2 separate regions of the Ovis aries genome follow, and region 2 is linked to region 1. A link is a contact called in public Hi-C data. All regions are on one chromosome and are shown on one strand. Each heading gives the region's core, a stretch centred on a gene start, on an enhancer-like site or on the middle of the called end of the contact. The rest is flanking DNA. Distances are from core to core; before and after follow the strand shown.

Region 1 (2,870 bases), core at 274-2,773:
TCAGTGATTTTATAATGATAATGGGGGTTGGAGAAAATGCTTAAGCTTGCTCATAATGATTGTATGCATCTTCATTTTGATTCTCAGCTTCACTGCTTTCATAGCATTCTTTTAGGATCCCAGCCTGACTTCATCCACCCTGCACTGCTTCTTTTAACTCAGAAATTGAGGGCCACAGAGAAACATGCTGGCCGTCAGGGTGAAGCAGCTTTTTAGCATTGGTGTCTGTGGTCTTCTATCACTCTTGCAATGGAGAGATTATAATATATACATTCATCCGTGTTCTTAGGTTGGCTGGAATATTATTTATGCTTTGCAAAATTCCCAAGAGTGGTGCTTGGAACTTTGGTCTGCAAGCCATTTCGCATTAAAATGCAGATAACATCTTTAAAAACCACGAAGTCATGGGCTTTGCAGGCTTGGTAACTGAGTGCCTCTGTGGTGTGGTTTTACTCTTTTTTTCTGAAGTACTTGGTTGCAAGTAGTGGGACACAACTCATAGGGGCGTATACACTGAAACCTTTAAAAATAGTATCTATTTATTCCACTTAGCACATCTTTCAAAACAACTTTGATGACCCCAACTAGATGTTTTTCTGGTCTTAAATGATAACATCCTGAACTTATTTATTAACCTGGTCTTTCTCGCCCTTGACCACTCCCCTCTGCTTTTTTTCTTTATCTAGTTTCTCTCTCGAGGATCTCAAAAACAAACACATATGCCCTCATTTTGTAATCTTTTAAAGGGTCTGGATATGGAAGGCATTACTGTTATCCTTCTTTCTTTTACTGTTGTGGTGTGAAGTGGATTGTCGCTGAAGCACTGACCGCGAGGATGGTTGGGTGTCTTCAGTGATCATCCAGTCTCAGCTTTGCACACCCACCGAGATCCTGAGCATTTTAATGATCTTAATTAGACGTGTTCTGATGATTCATTCATAGCAAAGTACTAAAGGACCATATAAGTGGGTGTATGTTTTCAGAGAAGATCATGCTTGGAATTTCTGTAGAAGAATTTTACCGCAGACCCTATTAAAATCATCCCTGTCCCTCTGATATGACACAGAAAGCTTTGTTAACTTCCATTTCAGTGTGATTGTTTATCAGACCTTTCCTAAGAGACTGGTTTCTGAGTGGGGGTGGCGGGTGATGCGAGAGACCGTGGGGCCCTGAGTGGTCTCAGGGCTGAGGGAGGAGGGTTAGCAAGAAAGCGAGATGATGGAGGAAGAAACGTTTGCCAAGCAGGACACAGGTTTAGGAGGAGAAGATGGAGGTGCTCAGGACAGGCGCCTGGTTTTCCGTTGTTTTAGGCCTTGCCCTGTTGAGGAAGGCCAGTGCGTCCACCTGGCCGGCTCGGGGTTACATGAGTGCTTGTCCTCTGCAGGGCATGGCCACACCGGGGAGAGGCGGACGTGCTTTATGGTGCATCCCGGTCACTTCTGTGGTGGGTACCGCAGGGACGTGGGCCACTGCATGGTCTATAGTCCGAGGTGGGGACCCCAGAGAGGGAGTTGCTCAGGACCCAGCCAGGCCCCACTCACCTCCACACCCTGTCATTTCTCTCCTCGTCAGTATTCTGAATTACAGGAGCAAGCATAGGGGCTCGTAACTCAAAGAGATGTGATAGACTCACAGGGGAAGCTGCGTCTTCATCGGGAGAAGTCACAAAGTCCCTCTACCCACAAGTTTCACCCCCTGTCATCTACCAAGTAGCCTGCTGAAGTGCAGACTTTACCATGAGCAACCAACCCATTAATACAGGCCTGGCCTTTATTAATTTTAAGTTGGTCCTAATGCCTTTGGCCTATTATCTGTGGAAGATCCTAAAAGGGAGTGATAGAGTATGGTAGTCGGTAGGATAGGGAAAGGGGCTTTCACTACTCTGAAGTTATGATACTTTACATCTTGCAGAGCAGTATTCTCCTTCCTTTGTTAGACAATTTTTGCAAAACACATTAATTGACATTTTCAAACATTTACTGTATATGGTGTTACTTAGAGTTTTGTTTTGTTGTTTTTTTTCCTAACACCATAATATCATTTTATTGTTCATCAGTAATCTCTGAGTTCTTCATATACCATCTTCAAGTGCTGTGTAAGGAAAGATCTATTACTTATGGTTGTTAAAATTTTGGTGATATGTTACATAGGTATTTTAACGTATTGTTGACAGAAATACACAACACAGTTGCTCAGTTATTTTCAAACAGCTAGTTCAGTTCTCAACCATTGTTCAGAGAGCGCTTGAAAAGATCTTAGAAATAATCCACTCCTTATAGTTTTATGTCTAAGAAAACTGAGATCCGGAAAGAGTCAACTTAGAGGAGTCCAACATTCCTTCATCAAAAGGCTTTTATGTATCAGGCACTTCACAAAGTGCAGGGTCCAGTGATTATCATCATTGCTCCAGTTCCCTGCCCTAGAGACACCACCCGGTGGAAGAGAGGCAGAGGTGTCATTTGAACCTGGGTCAAACTAATTCTAAAGTGATTGCTCTTTCATTAAGTACCTAAGGTTTCTTAATTGAGCACCTCAGATAGATTGTAATCTGTCCAGAGTCTTATCTTCCAATGGTCCTTGTAGAACAAGATTTCTTAAATATTTGAGGTACAGGGACCCCTTTATAAATGCATTCAGTCAGCTGATCATATCCTCTGTGTCCTTGTACACTGAGTTTAGGGCACATTCCAGGAGTGATTTCCCTAACCTATATTCTCGTCATGATCTTGAGCCCCTTTTTGGAAATACGAGTTTGCAGCTGAAGTGAATCTCCTGGCTCTTAAGTGTAGGTGTTGTGGACCTAGTTTTACAGACCATACTCTTCAGCCAGTTTTCCTGGGTATTGCCACCATAAAGCACATTATGCGAGG
Region 2 (2,745 bases), core at 235-2,734, 920 kb before region 1:
CCACACAATTCTTGCTTTCTGACCTGGGGCTTTCCTGAAGCTGTTGTTTCCAGAGGCCCAGTTACCATTCTGTCCCATGCACACACTGGAAGTGGGAGTAAGCTAAAACCCCTTGGGGCAATGATGAGTGTTGGAGGATAAATAATGCCCACATCCCATGCTATTCAGGGAAGCATCAGGGTCTCATTCTACTAGGCAGTTCAAAGCATCTCAGGGCTCTGGAGCTGTAGCTGCCCATTTGAGTGACTAGTTCAGTGAAGTGGCTTTGGATCAGCTCAGCTTCCCTTCTTTCCCTGTTTAAATCTGCTTAGTCCTCTACTCCTGTTCCTGGGAATCGCGTCCCAGCGTAGATGATCTTGTCTCAGGCTCCGCTTTAAAACCAGCTTCACTATGTTAACGTTTTTCTAGACTGAGAGATGTTTGGAAACTATTTGCAAGTCTCAAAAAGTAACCCCTAAATAAAGATGGTACAGAATACAAGTAAATAGGATAGCATCCGCTACATAATAATGCTACAGTGAATGAAATGTTTTGTGAACTAGGCATTTTTATTCCGTCAGTCAGGAGATGGACGCAGACAATTGCTCAGTTTTATAAAAAATAATTCTCCATAATTTTACAGCTGTGTCTTAAGTTGTAATTGAGTAGTGATGTTCTGATCATTGCTTTATAGATGGTGAGGCCCTGACACAGCAGCTTTCACTGAGCAAGTGGTGAGGCCCTAGAAGACTCCTGTCTTTCCCATAAAAGGTCAGTGCAAGGAGCCTGGATGTGAGATCCTATACGTATACCAGTGGGCCAGATGGCTTGCTCTGATGTGCATGACCGTATGTGTGTGTGTGCACACACAGGTATGTATGTGTATTTGTTTCTTTTTTAAAACACACAAATGTGTTCCAATCTAATGATCTTAAATATTGCAATCCTTGGATTATGTGTAAAAAAATGACAAGTTTTGAAAATGAAAAGTACTGGGCAGTGAAATTGGCATCTAGAACCCTGTGCAATTCAAAGGTTTAAATCACAGGATTTTAGGATCTTTTACAGCTAGGAAAAAAGAAAAAAAGTCACTGAGGGCAGATGGTTAGTAACAGAACCCAGGCTAGAACCTCGGCCTGGGGAACTGCCTTCTCATGGTGCTTCTGTTATACCACACTGCCTTCTCTTGGTGATCCATCTTTTAAACCAGAGGTTGGCAGACTTTCACTGTAAAGGTCCAGATAGTAGGTAACTTAGGTCTTGCAGGCCTGTGGTTGTGTCACAGCTCCTCGGTGAGAGCAGCCGTAGAGGATACTGCCGTAAATGAGCATGGCTGGGTTCCAGTGCAGCTTTAGTTACAAACCCCTGTGGTAGGCCTGATTTGTCCCCTGTTTTACAGCATTGGCGTCATGGTAGTTTCTGCCTGATGGTCACCAAAAGGCTACTGAGTCCTAGAGAATTAAAGCCACCCCCCAGCCTGTTGGTGAGCTGGGCTGTTGCATCTGCGCCCACACACGACTGGGCTTCCTTCCAGGTCAGGGTCTGGTCAGACTGAGCCAGCAGCTGAGGGAGTGAGCCTGGCACCTGCAGCACTCTGGTTTCCAGAAGGAATCACAAATCCCCTTCCTGTGCAGATAAAGGAACAATTGTACCACGGGAGAACTTACTGGAAAGTAACGCAGGGTCACCAGGAAGGAAAAGGAATTCACTCCTTGGTCACAGTCCTTCGTCTGGGTTGGGAGTCGCTCAGACTTGGAAAGGTCAGTGAGGATGCCTGTCTGATTTTGGCAGGCCTCCAGGGCTCTGCACTCACGGCATGAAGCACTGTGCTTGGCTGATTTCTGTGCCGCTTCCTTTGGCTGCTCCAGTGACCCCGTCCTCTTCACAGTCAGGTATATAATTCACCCCACTGTTTCACCCCCCGCTCAGATTTATCGTCTGCCAGTGCTAAGCTTTTCTTCCTGTTCATCAAAATCTCTAGTAGACAAAGATTGTCTCCTCTCAGTTTCATCTTCCACAAACTTGACACCTTGACTTGTGAGTCCCAGGTCTGAGGACCTACAGGACAAATGTCTTTCCACAGAAGGTCAATGAAAGAAGCATGGATTAAACCCTATGCTTATGTCAGCGAACTGAATGACTATTTCAGTTCGTGTGCATTAATATGTGTGCATGCGTGTGTATGTGTTCACATGTGTGCCTGTGTGTACATATGTGTGTGTGTATCTGAGTTTGACCTTTCAATCAGGAGCTCAGCTTCCCTTTGGGCCTCTCTGAGCAGGAAAGATCTTTCGGTAGCTCTTGGCTGGACTCATGAGTGGGTGTTCCCCAGCCATCATTCTCAAGTCTTCACTCCTCTCTCGGTTTTCACCCTGTGAATTCATACAGTGGTCTTACAGGTGGGATGATGCTTTCAATGGATTTAATCATCTCATCCTGAAAAGAGTACATGCATCACTTGTTTTGATGATCAGCTGGTCAGGACTGCTGCTGGGCATAAGCTCCTAATGGATGTCTAAATCCCCGGGCCTGAAATGACTTAGGAAAACAAGGGGCATTATTAGCAGTTCTCCAAGTAGCACTCTAGCGCCTGGGGAAAGGGTCGCTGATAGTTCTGTGAGAGGAAGCAGAAACAGAGAGGAAGGAAGAAAGGAAGGAATAATTCATAAACAACCAATTCCTTTAGCACCTGGCTCTGGTTCCTACTGCTGTGAGAAGAATACCAATGGCTTCGATATTCCATTGTTTGTTTCTGGGAAGTATTTG

Evidence for each region. A called contact is a pair of places that touch in the nucleus more often than the background predicts.
Region 2: a Hi-C map of hypothalamus shows a contact between it and region 1, with 2.6 times the contacts expected there. The contact joins two enhancer-like sites. A contact is called at or near these places in 6 of 16 Hi-C or Micro-C datasets (blood, hypothalamus, omental adipose tissue and 2 more).

Annotation. Positions count from the first base shown.
Region 1 is chr16:11,561,309-11,564,178 of ARS-UI_Ramb_v3.0, reverse strand. The region is part of intron 1 of PIK3R1 (phosphoinositide-3-kinase regulatory subunit 1); the gene reads left to right. Among named protein-coding and RNA genes, the nearest start is that of PIK3R1, 49 kb to the left of the region's middle. Within about 2 kb of position 1,523, at least 2 of the 54 cell types and tissues checked have an H3K27ac peak or open chromatin away from gene starts, as enhancers often do.
Region 2 is chr16:12,478,065-12,480,809 of ARS-UI_Ramb_v3.0, reverse strand. No RefSeq gene overlaps it. Among named protein-coding and RNA genes, the nearest start is that of CD180, 27 kb to the left of the region's middle. Within about 2 kb of position 1,484, at least 22 of the 54 cell types and tissues checked have an H3K27ac peak or open chromatin away from gene starts, as enhancers often do.